Regions from separate parts of the Mus musculus genome. Here region 2 is linked to region 1. Evidence: chromatin contacts called from public HiChIP or PLAC-seq data. All regions are on one chromosome and are shown on one strand. Each heading gives the region's core, a stretch centred on a gene start, on an enhancer-like site or on the middle of the called end of the contact. The rest is flanking DNA. Distances are from core to core; before and after follow the strand shown. Region 1 overlaps Prkca (protein kinase C, alpha). Region 2 holds the start of Cep112 (centrosomal protein 112).

What was found. HiChIP or PLAC-seq counts read pairs in DNA pulled down with a chosen protein or histone mark.
Region 2: a FOXA1 HiChIP or PLAC-seq map of pancreatic cancer cells shows a contact between it and region 1. The contact joins the promoter of Cep112 here to the enhancer-like site in region 1. A contact is called at or near these places in 4 of 39 promoter capture datasets (hippocampal neurons, liver and pre-B cells), 1 of 484 Hi-C or Micro-C datasets (embryonic somatosensory cortex), 5 of 115 datasets of contacts at active chromatin or transcription factors (cardiomyocytes, embryonic stem cells, large pre-B cells and 2 more) and 2 of 9 other capture datasets (embryonic stem cells and liver).

Annotation. Positions count from the first base shown.
Region 1 is chr11:108,147,088-108,153,335 of GRCm38.p6, forward strand. The region is part of intron 3 of Prkca (protein kinase C, alpha); the gene reads right to left. Among named protein-coding and RNA genes, the nearest start is that of Gm11655, 23 kb to the right of the region's middle. Within about 2 kb of position 3,509, at least 122 of the 459 cell types and tissues checked have an H3K27ac peak or open chromatin away from gene starts, as enhancers often do. A contact at or near this core is called in hippocampal neurons, pancreatic cancer cells and stem cell-derived neural progenitor cells, where this site is marked.
Region 2 is chr11:108,421,922-108,428,169 of GRCm38.p6, forward strand. Cep112 (centrosomal protein 112) reads left to right here and starts at 3,345. Exons shown (of 27, transcript NM_001373899.1): 1 at 3,345-3,430.

The sequences.
Region 1 (6,248 bases), core at 2,259-4,758:
CCTGCCAAGCTCAATGTGCAATCAGCCTATAAAGCAAAGGGTATGCACTGACAATGCCATTACTTAATCCATTACTAAATGGCTCGATGATAGTTTTTCAAGGGAAACAAACGCATTTAACGCTGCATGGCTCCACCCTGCAATCCATTCACCCCCTTCAGCCTTCAACCCCTGCCGTGCCTCATCAGTGGAATTCTAGTCAATTATCGATATCCCACACCTCCAGAGTGGCACCTCTACCCACCGGCAGGCTCTGTGTGCCTCTCTTGGCTCATTAGTCTCTCTCTCTCTCTCTTTCTTTGGTTTTTCGAGACAGGGTTTCTCTGTATAGCCCTGGCTGTTCTGGAACTCACTTTGTAGACCAGGCTGGCCTCAAACTCAGAACTCAGAAACCCGCCTGTCTCTGCCTCCCGAGTGCTGGGATTAAAGGCGTGCGCCACCACGCCCGGCTCCATTAGTATCTCTTGATCCAAGTCTTGTAGCGGGGTCTTCAGCGCTGTTGTGTTTTCCAGGATGTCTTTGGGGCAAAGCAATCCCTCTCTGCTCTCACCTCCATGGTAACAGTGTGTGCTCTGAGAGATGCATCTTGGATGATTTCCTCCTTACACGGACGACACCACAGGAAATATTTATATAAACCTACCCACTACGTACCTTGGCTGTGTGGTGCAGCCCATTCCTCCTAATCCAGAATAAACAAGACAACACAAGATCAAGTTTATAACAAGAATGTCTGTCTATCAAATGTCATAAATGTATGGTGCATATACACACTAACATGCTTTTATACATATACATACATATATATATATATATATATATATATATATATATATATAAAGGCATTACATTCTAAAATGATAGTAAGTGTAGTGAATACAGAATGTAGGCCCACATCTGTTTATCATGATGTCATTTTAGATACATGCTATTCTTTATTTAATAGGGCTGATGAAACATGTTTACAAAGTGCCATCCCAAACCAGTGATTGATGTGTTCTGGCTTTAACCTTATTAGGTGAGAGTTTTTAGTCCCATTACCATCTCCTGGTTCGCATCGCATCCACATATACAGTTTGTCCTGGGCTGAAGCACGCGGGGGGGGGGGGGGGAGCTGCTTTTGGTACCATTATATGTGACCTCTAGATTTTGCCCATGATTTCCTATCTGCCCATCTCTCTCTGTGCTGGGAACCTCCTTAGGCCACACTGTACCACCACACACCCACAGAAGCCCATCCTAAGCTTGCACAGGATGATGCTATTTAAATATAACCCGAGGGAAATGAACTACAAACCACATCATGAAAATCCTAGGCATTAAGAAAAGCAACCAAAAAAAAAAAAAATCCTATTTTTAACATTGTCTTACACAGAACACTTCCTTACGGCTATCTGTAATAATTTTAAGTTTAGGAGAAAATGTTTGAGCTTAGCCTGCTCTGCACAAACTCCTTAAATGTTAGCTAGTAAGTTTTAAGAGCATGAAATGACTCCCCCCACCCCCCGTGGCTTTATATAGAACCATAATAATTGTAACATGAGCTCAGTGCCTCTGTGAATGCCTGTCACCAGCCCCTGCTGTGGGATTCCACCCTGTGGCTTATTATCAGCCGCACACAGAACAAATGTGGTCAATCTATCTTTGAAAATCTGCTTGCTGTGGGGGCCTAGGAGCGTTTTTAGGGTCTTATCTGCACTCAGGACTCTGGTTGTTAAGTGAAAATTGAGAAGCAGGGCTTCATATTCTAAACAATGTCACTGTACATTTTATAGAGCTTGTGACATTCCGCAACTTCCAGGACACTGTTCTGTATCCGTGACACTAAGGAGAAGTGTTTTTATTTAATTTTCCTTGGTACACCCAGTCACTTTAGAAGAACCTGGGTGGCTTTTCCTAGTGGTGGCCACATGGACTTGGTGTACTTCCCCAGAGCAGTAAGAAGCGGCTTGGGAGCTCAGCTCTGAGCAGGCTGTGTAATTTCTTCTCTTGGCTGTAACAGTCATCTGCCTTCTCTGGGGCTATCTTGGTTTGGAAGATGGAAGGTATTTATTTTTCTTCCACATCCAGATCTAGAAGGAAAAAAACTAGCTTTGGATCCCAGCCAACTGTTCTTTGTTTCAAAAATCAATATACGCCTTGGAGGAAACAATATTAGCAAGGGGCCACACCCCCTGAAGCTCCTGGCATAGTAGCCGGTCTAAGAAGCCTGGAGATGAGCCTGCAGAGGGGAGCTGGAGGAGCATACTCTACGAACCTCCATGACTGCAATCTGCAGCCGACTTTGCTTATCTCATCGGTGGGAAAACAGCATGCGGCAGATTAGAACCTAGCTCTAAAAGCCACTCTCTGCACCATTCTTTATCAAACTTCCTTACTTGAGCCACTGCAAAGATGACAGTCATTGCACAGTCTCTGATAAACTCCCACCATCCCCTGCAACTAGCGTTGCAATGACCGGTGAACTCAATCGAGAACAAGTAAGAACATCTGCTTCTTATGTTGTTGTTTCTACAACCCAAAGCTATCATATCAATCGACCCTTTTGGTATTCCCAATGTGACAAGTATTTAAATGCATCTAAACCTGCAGTACATCAGCAAGATGGTTTTAGGAATTGGAATTTCTGTTGCAATTCATAAATAATCAAGTAAAATTCTAATTATTTTCAAAAGAAGAAGAAAAAGAAGAAGAAGGAGGAGGAGGCGGAGAAGGAGGAAGAGGAGGAGGAAGAAGAAGAGGAAGAGGAAGAGGAAGAGGAAGAGGAAGAAGAAGAAGAAGAAGAAGAAGAAGAAGAAGAAGAAGAAGAAGAAGAAGAAGAAGAAGAAGAAGAAGAAGAAGATCTGCTTCTTATGTTGGTAGGAGTCCCATAGACACCTGTACACACCTTGCCCATGTGGTCACTCAACACATGGGTTGTCCTTTTCTTAACCAGGAAAAGAGATTCGGGAGGGACAGAGAAATGCACTACACCCAAGAAGTGTCAAGTCTAGAGGTCCAACCAGAAGGACATTGATGACCTTTCACCACACACCTGCATGTAAATCATAGTCAATCTCCACACCACGGGAGGTTTGGGGTCTCTCCAGCAGATGAGGATGCAGAGGAGTAAGGGACCCGAAGCTAGAGCAGCTGAGAAGGTCACACACAGTCTAACCCCCTGTTCCATCCCAGTGTCAGCCATCTGCAAATGCCAGACTCCTACTTTCCCGCGCCACCAGCCTTGCACTACATAGCTGCAGACAGCAGAGAACTTTGTCATTGGCTGCTTGACACTGAAGAAGCCCCACTAACTGCTGCCAGCTACCCAATCCACTGCCCGCCTGGGGCTATTATAACATGGTCCACTATTCTGGGAGGACCTCCATCTCTGGCTGATTCATTCCTCCTCCACTGAGCAAAACCCTAGCGGCACGGCTGTCTTGTTCTAGCCTTCCTTCCACACCGGCCCAACCCGAGCCGGGTTTTGCAGAAAGCTGCCTCCCTGTCCGCCTCCTCACCGCTGCCAGGGCTCCTGACTGGGCTGAACAGCTCCTGGTGAATGTTACCCTTTGTCTCTGGAGCCCAGGGCTGGCTCTGATGGCTGGAAAGCTTGAACAACAATGATGAATCAGAGTATTTATTTTTGAGGTTTTTCTCCAAGCTGCCTCTTCATCAGGCCTTAAATAGCAGCATTCAAGCTGCCACAGATACTTCCAAAAGTTTGCTGGCCTGGAATTCCCAGGAGGGAAGAACTTCGTCTTCCTGGCAACAAACTGGAGCTCAGTGATGCCCTGACTGAAAGAGGGGCACAAGCTGGGTTTCTCAAGAGATGGCAGCCTTACCTGATTAAATTGATTATGCCATTTTCCCTGTTCCTGAGCACCCTCCCCCCACCCCTCACCCTTGCAGGAGAAATGGCGTATTTCTGTTTCCAAGTGTGGTGGCCTTTTCAAAACCTGTTTTCTGCATTTCACTCTTTCTTAATTGGTGCCACCTAGAGCCAGGTCTGGTCTGTTCCACCCAGGGCCAGGAAACTCAGCTTTCACATAAAGAATGATCCACACACAGTGTAGTTCTCTGATGTTAAAAAACAAACAAACAAAACAAACAAACAAAAAAATCAAACAAAAAGAAAAACAAAAAAACTTCATTTGAAAGTTAACAGTTCTTGTTAAGATCGAACGGTTCCATGAAACCACGGAAAAGAACCCCAAGAAGCATTTGCTTTTCTTGTTACATCGTTTGGCCCCCTCAGTCGGAACAGAAAGGTACTTCGCGCCTGAAGCATGTGTTTGACATCACAGATATGCCTGCCCAGGTAGCCGCTTTCCAGGAGGGAAAGAAGTCTGAACAGACAAAACAAACAGGAAATGAGAGCAGAGGGTCATAAAACAGACCCAAACCCAGTGAAAGTGTGAAGATGGAAGATGTGGTGCAGAAACACAGTGACACAGTGACGCAGTGACGGGAGATACTCAGCTCCGGAGACACCATCCTAGTGCGTCTGCCTGTGAACAGAGACATGCTGAAGCGGTCAGAAGGGAGGGTACTGTTCTTTTCATGACAGTCTAGATGATAAGAGGGTTTAACTGCTGCTATGATTGTGTGCCAATGAGGGCCTTGGTGTGGGCCCTGGAGAGAGCCTGGTCTCCACAGGAGGGCACACTGGCCTTCCCTGAAAATGCCCTGAAGTCCATTAAGCATGCCACGCTGTCAGGTAATTTGCTCATTGGAATGCTTCCTGACTAAAGGCAGACTTCTCTCACACTGGCACCCATTCCACCTAGCAAAGCGGCCTTGAAGTCTCACGTGCTCATAACTGCAAACAGAGCATAGACCGGCCACCAGCACACTAACACATAAAGATGGAGATGGCCACCCCTCCCTCTCACTGGAGAGCTCTTCCGATGCTGTAGGTTCACTCTTGTTTATCCGTGAGCCCACCCAGGGATTAGCAAGTCTCCCATCTTGAGGAATATAAAACCAAGGCCTAGCACCTCTGAGAGATTCACAGCTGTGAGTGTGAGCAATGAACCTGGTCCTTTACCCTGGTTACACGCTTCCCAAGGGGTCGGCTCTGGAATCTCACTGTTCCGTTGCATCAAAACGATGCAGAGGAGGCATGCAGGGTTCAATTTCAGTACACACATTGAGCTTCAGAAGTAGGAAAGGGGAGAACACTTTAGCAAGGGTCAGGAAAATGACCAGACTATACTGCAGCAGTAAGGAGGAGAGAGGGTCTGTCTGTCTGTCTGTCTGTCTGTCTGTCTGTCTCTCTCTCACACACACACACACACACACACACACACACACACACACACACTTCATCAGAACTGGGTTATATGATTCATGGCACGCCACACAGTACGCAAGTAGCATCTGGGTCATAGAGAAAAGCTGTCAGCACCGAGTCTTCCCAGGGATGTTAATTTTTAAGAGGTCCCGTGCATATGTAATTTTAAAATCTCAGCTCCAGACCTGATAAAAGCAGAGGCTGGGCTTGGCGTTGAACAGTTCTGTCTCTTAACACCGCTGCTAATGACTAACCTTGCTGCAGCAGCAGACCCACAAGCTTAGTGTTTGTTTCAAACCGTTTCCTCCTCAACGATTCTCACTTGGGAGATCATAATAGTTATGGCACTCAATAACTTTTACTGTAGGCTACAACAAAGACCTGCCTTGGTTGAGAAACCTTACAAACTATAGCCCTCAAAAGAGGAAGCAGGGACTGAATGGCTCAGTTGGTAAAGTATTCAATGTACAAACGGGGACCTGAGCTTGATTCCCAGGACACACAGACAGATGTTGGGTGCAGGGCAGGAGAGATAGCTCAGGGGTAGAGAGTACTTTCTGCACCATCTAAGACCTGGGGCTTGGATGCCAGCATCCACATAAGCCAGGCATCCCATGTGTTTGTGTAAGCCCAACTCTGAGTGGAGCAGAGACTGGAGGAGGGCTGGAGCTGGAGCTACAGCCCAGAAAACCTGACCCTGTCTCAAAGGAATAGGTTGGTTGTGATGGAGGTGGACACTCGAAACCCCTTCTAATCTCCATGTATGTGTGCAGGCACAAACACCAGCAGCACACATATAAAACTACACACACACACACACATATGAGATGTACACAGAGAGACAGGCAGAGACAGACACAAACACACAGAGACAGATTACAGATACACACACACACACATATACACACACAGACACACAGATACAGACACAGACATAAACACACAGATACCGACAGATAGACACACACACAGA
Region 2 (6,248 bases), core at 2,095-4,594, 270 kb after region 1:
TTTATCACTGGAATATTATAAGAACCAGAATTAGTAACTACAGGAGAAGATTGATCAAATTATGTTATATCCATATGATGGGATAATAAGGTCATGTTTAAAAATGATTGTGTAACACATAGATAGAGGATTTGAACACACACACACACACACACACATATATATATAAATGTATACATGTTAGGCCTGGCTATTTTTTAATGGTCAAATTAGGTTAATTTTCTTCTTTAAACATCTCAGTATTTTCCAGATTACCTACAATAGCATGGATACAGAGTCTGAGAAAAGAGACAACTGAAAATTCCTAGCTTACTAAGCTAAACCTCCATTTCTGTTAATAGCTAATTTTGATTATTCCTGGTAAGAGTGGAAGTAACTGGTGGTTCACTACAGCGATTCAAAGTCTGTAACATTTATTTTCGAGTCTTATATTTTTCAGGGTGTTCATCACTCACATCCCTTCAAATGACTCGACAAACTCATGTTGAAATTTTTGAATCCTTGGCCTCGAAATACTGAAGAAAAGAAAAATGTGCTATCATAATTCTGGTCTACATTCATATTTTCCGAGAGTTATTTTTGGAGAGATTTGAGGGTAGATATTGAGGGAGTAAAATTCCTTCCCTCATTTCCTCTGCAATGAAATTGACTTAATCACATTTTTCCTTTGTTCCTCCCCCTCTGAGGAAAATATGTGATGTGACTGCCCGTGTGTATGCATGTGTGTGTGTGTGCCCAAGGGCTGATATGGGGGTCTTTCTTGATCACTCTCTCCCTTATTCAGAGAGGCAGGCTGTCTCATTTGAACTGAGAGCTCATCTATACTGCTTGTATAACTAGCCATTTTTCTATGGGGACACTACCTTCTGAGCACTGGAACTATGGTTAGGAACTACACCCACCTGGCAGGGGAACTGAACTCTGGTCCTCACACCCGAGCAAATACTCAGTTACCCACTGAGCTATCTCTGAGGCTGAGTTTTGCAATGTCTACAAACCACGTGCATTTATTGGTACTGCATGATGCATGATGCATGCAACGTGGATTGAGAAAATTCACACACACACACACACACACACACACACACACACTGCTTTATGTACTTATCCATTCTACAAGGTGAACATTATAGCAATCTACCCTGAGAGGAATTTTCAAGAAAACAATATACAACTCTCTCCTTCAGCCAAGCAAGATGCTCCAAGTAAGCATGTCTAGGGGGAAAAGATGGCCCTGGTCCCATCACTGTGAAGTAGGAGGGAAAGGAAAGTGGCGAATTCCCTGAGAAAAGACCGAAGAAGCTCAGCCCCAGCCCAAATGGGTGGCCTGATCCACCCAGCTGCAACAGCAAAAAAAAAAACGATCCTCTATAAGCAACCCAAAGTACCTCATGCCATTAACCAGTTCTCTGAGGCCCTGGGCTGCCGAACAGCTACCCAGCTTCTTAAGGCTACCCACACGTGTAGGGCAGAGATGAAGCAGAAGAAGCAGCGAAGGCTGCCAGCGGCCAGTGCTGCGAAGAAAGCTGTTGGCAGAGGAGACCACCTGCTCTTCTAGCAGGAGCCAAAAAGGTAGAGAATAAGAAAGCTCCACTCTTGGTGATTGCACACAATGTAGATGCTACTGAGCTGTTGGTTGTCCTGCCTGCCCTGTGTCACAAGGTGGGGATTCCGTGCAGCAGCATCAAAGAGAAGGCCAAGCTGGGGTGGCTGGCCCACAGCAAGGCACGCACCACTGTGGCCTGCACCCAGATTAACTCGTGAGACAAAAGATAAGCTGGTAGAAGCTATCAGGACCAATGACAAAGCCAGGTACAAGGAGATCTGCCACCACTGGGTGACCTATGGTTCCCATTTTCAAGCTGGAAAAGAACTTGCCACTGAACTAGGTTAATTGTACACTGCTAAGTTTTCTGTCCATAAATATAGATTTAAAGTCATCCTTCAAAATGTACAATATAGTTATGGCCCATAGTCACCACGTTGAATGGTGACTTTAGTCCTCTTGAATTTCTTTCTTCTACTTGGAAGTCTGTATCCTTTGATCAGTAAGTGCACCTCTTCCAAGTGGTCTCTGACTCGTCTCATTTCTGCATACGTGGGTTTTACAATCTGATTCTTAGTACCAACGATCTGGATTGTGGGACAATCGCTCAGCTGCGAGTGTGCTCAAATAATGCTTTTGGAAACCAAATATTCTTGAAAGCATTCTTTCTTCTGTAGTACAAATTGCCTCTGAAATAATGAACAATTGCTGTCTCTTCCAGGGAGGTGGATTCCAAAGTGCACCTTGAAAGAACGTAGTCTTCTTCTGGAAGCTGAAAACAGCTAATTGCAAACAAGCGACTCCTCTACTTTCCTTATGTAAACTTGAAAAGATGCTTCAAGCTGTGCTTCAATTGAGGTTTGGCACCACACTGAGTGCATCGCAAAGACTCTGCAGAGGGATTCTATTGTGAACTTAGGTGAAAAGCAGCGGCACACTGCATTTCATTGAAGGGAGTGTTTTTTACAATTTAAATTTTGTTTCTGTTGGTATTTTAAATTATCCAGTTCAGAGCTTCCAGAAACGTAAAAGATCAAAGAACACCAGTACACAGCAAAGTTGACCGCCCGAGGTCCACCAGACTTCCTGGGAAGCGCAAAAATACATTTTCTCCCCTACTTGATGGTACTATTCTGTACAGAGTGTTAAACAGAAAGCTTTTAAATTTCAGTTCAGGATCTTGCAGGGTTAGTGTTTTCAGACTTATGATGGTTCTAAATAACAAATGTAAATATCCTGCTCGTTGTTTTGAATAATTCACCTCTGGAGTGTGAACTAACAAGGGTAAATTTTCATGCTTCGGACTTACTCAACGGTGATGTCTGTTCAAACGACAGGCTTTTCTGCCAATTACTGTCCAGTAGTTCCATCACTTTTGAGTTTTTCTTGTTCTTTCTCCTCAATCTTTAAAGTGCTCACAAGCGACTGAGTAAGAAGTCAGGAAGATGCAGCATCCACTGTATAGTCCAGGGATCACAGAAGATTAAGCCTGGAAACTAACCGTTCTGGGGAGATGGGCTAAAACCACGAGCTCGGCGCCTGCGCAGTAGACTAGACAGTTACCATAGCAACGGAGCTGCTTGCTGGCGCCATTTCTCGGAGGGTGGGGAAACAGTGAGGAGGGAAGTCTCCGCCCTTAGCATGCGAACTGCCCGAAGGGCGGAAATTCCCGCCCCCTCGGACTTGAGGAGCAGTGACAGACCTAACCCGGAGCGTCGCCATGGCAACAGAGTTGAATGCCAGCCGCAGCTCGAGGGGGCGGGACAGGCGAGTTTGCTAGTCCCGCCCCCGGTTTGCTGGACGGCCCGCAAGGATTTGAAACCGTTTGGCTGTGGCGGCTGGGCGTCGGCGGCCGAGTGGACGGCTTGCTTGTTGGGGCGCCAGGTTCTCTCTCTCTTGTTTCTCCCATCGACAATCCCCACCCGCCTCCTACTCCCAGGTTCTGAGTGGAATTTTGCGCGGGATGGAGCCCCCGCGCGTGCGGGTTGGCCCGGGGAGGGGCGTCGCCCGCAGGCCCGGGACCCGCGCTTGCGGCCTGTGTGGCGCGCGCGCCGGCGGGGTCAGCAGCCGAGCGACGGCCAGGGAAAAGTTCTCAGGAAAGTTTGGGCAGGCGGCATGGCGGGACCCAGAACCCCGAGGTAGGGGGCTTGCGGTTGTGAGAAGAGGTCTGTGTCCTGGAGCAGGTAGGAGAGCGGCCCGGGCCTGGGTGGGCCACACAGGCGCCGCTCCCGGTGCCCACTCGGGCGGAGGAAGTGACCGCCAGGAACCGGACCGCTGCAGTTCTTAGGTGCTGTCAGATCAGTCAGAGGAGGAGAATCAGACTGCAGGCCGACTCCGAGAAAGTCCTGATGAACAGTGAACTTGCAAGGACCCAGACTGGAGTCCCTGCCCTTTGGGGACCCAGCCTGGAGTCCTTGCCCTTTGTGGGGACATAGAGTGTAGTGATCCAGAGAGCAAATAAATAGGACCGCTGACCTTTGTTTCATCTTCGAGACAGAGTGGAATTCACAGAGATCCACCTGCCTCTGCCTCCTGAGTACCCCCCCCCCCATCAGTATGCTGGTATTTTTATGATTTGCATTTCCTATTTAAAGATACATGAAAGTAAGATAGAAAAGGCAATCAAAATGCCAGTGAACCTCATTACACAGCGACCACCTCTCCAATGCCCAGCAAAGCGGAGAGGAGGATAATTGTGCAGTATTCAGGTCCAGGATTGTCTCTTGGATTTGGGTCAGGTCCTGCACACTGTTAAGCCCCAGCTTCAGGCCTGTAAAGGACAATGGGAACTGTTCCTGTCAAGTTAGGTGCATTTGATGACATGCCGGGATACAGTTATGACACTCATAGTCTTGACCTCAGATATTTTCAGGAACTGTCCAACTTGTTTTAAAGAGAGTCTCTCACTTGGACCTGGGCTCCCTGATTAAGCTTAGCTGGCAGCCCAGTGTCTTCTGGGAAGGCTTCTGTCCCCCCTTCCTTCAAAAAAGGCAAAACAACCAAAACCCCCAAATGTGCCCGGGTAACCCTTGTTGATTTGTTGGCGTTTCAGGGCTTCTGTGTTATTCTTCACAATATACTCAACATATAATCTGATGGAACAAAAAGCATTTACACAACTTTCAGGAATAGATTGCGCTTGGCGAGGGGCATGCTCTGCATATGAAGTGTGTCTCTCCTTTTTAAGGATGTTACTATTGCTGGCTTGCTTGAGGTTTGCTGACTTCTGTGGCAGCCAGGAACCCTAAGAAGGTCTTAGCCCATTTCATATTTCATAGCTGTCCACAAAGAAATGGATTTTTTTTAAAGGCGAGACTAATGAGTTAAATAAAAGGCAGTATAAATACAGAATATAACTAAAAGGAGAGCCACCCAACTTCTTTTATTCCTTCTGAGGAATTCCTTTTTATTCCTTTTGTATATGCAATAGTCACATTGTAGTCGGTATCAGTGAAAGGCATACTATGAGTAATTTAATCCTAAGCCAGAATAGAGCTTTACTTATTTTACAGTTTTTTTTTAAATGGTTTTTCTCCATAGCTCTGGCTGTTCTGGAATTCACATTATGTAGACCAGGCTGGCCATGAACTCACAGACATACCTGCTTCTGCCTCCCAAGAGTCAGCACACACCACAGTGCCAGGCTTTTATTTTTCTATCTTGATACCTTAAATTCAAAGATCTGAGGAATAGTATAAAAACCTTTTCAACAGCTAGACATAATTTATGTGCACAATGTAATTTGTGTAGCAGGAATTCCTTCAAAAATTGAGATGTTAATTTATATATTTTTTGTTGTTGGCGAATGAATAGGGGCAAGGAAAAGCAGACTTTTAGCTTCACTATGTATCACTCCGGCTCTGTTTTTACGTGGGTTTGGCATGCACACAGATTTGGAGGCCAGGGGTCAAACTTGACCTCAGATATTTTCAGGAACTGTCCAACTTATTTTAAAGAGAGTCTGTCACTTGGACCTGGGCTCCCTGATTAAGCTTAGCTGGCTGGCTAGTGAGCTCTAGGGAGCCACCTGGCTCTGCCCTTCCTTCCGGTGCTGGAATTGCCGTGCCACCCCTTGGCCCAGCTTCTTACTGGTTACTAGAGAAGCCCGTTCTTCCTGTCTGAGCTGTCTCCCCAGCTTTTGTTCGTTGTGATGCTCTTAGAATGAGTACTTGACTTGGTTATTCCATGTCCTGACAGCAGCTCAGACAGCCTTTCTGCTACTCAAATTACTTGTTTTTTTTTTTAAGTTGGAGATATTGCTGATTTACATGCAAATGGCTAAATGGTCAGATATAATGGCTGTAAGAGCTAGGGATTTCAGAGTTTTAATCTGGGATTTGTGTAATTATGATTTTGGTGAGTCACTTAGCTGCTGAATTTTAGTCTCCTCTAATATCAAACACTAACATTTCCACAAAGGTCAAAGGATTTATTGAGAATTAGTGATTATGAGGAATCTTTTTTTTTGCTTTGGCCACAGCAAACAACAGGCTTAGGCAGGAATCTGAGTACCAGGGCATGGTGTGCAAGCTGGCGGTGCATCAAGGGCAGAGCTGGGCTTACAGCTTTGGATCTAGCAGTTTCCATAGGTTTATGTATCCATTTGAGTAGTTGTTGTCAACTTTATTATCTAATACCCAGTATGCTAGCGTACTGTGCTTTGTATAATATCATACTGTACTTTTACCAAGTACATAACCAG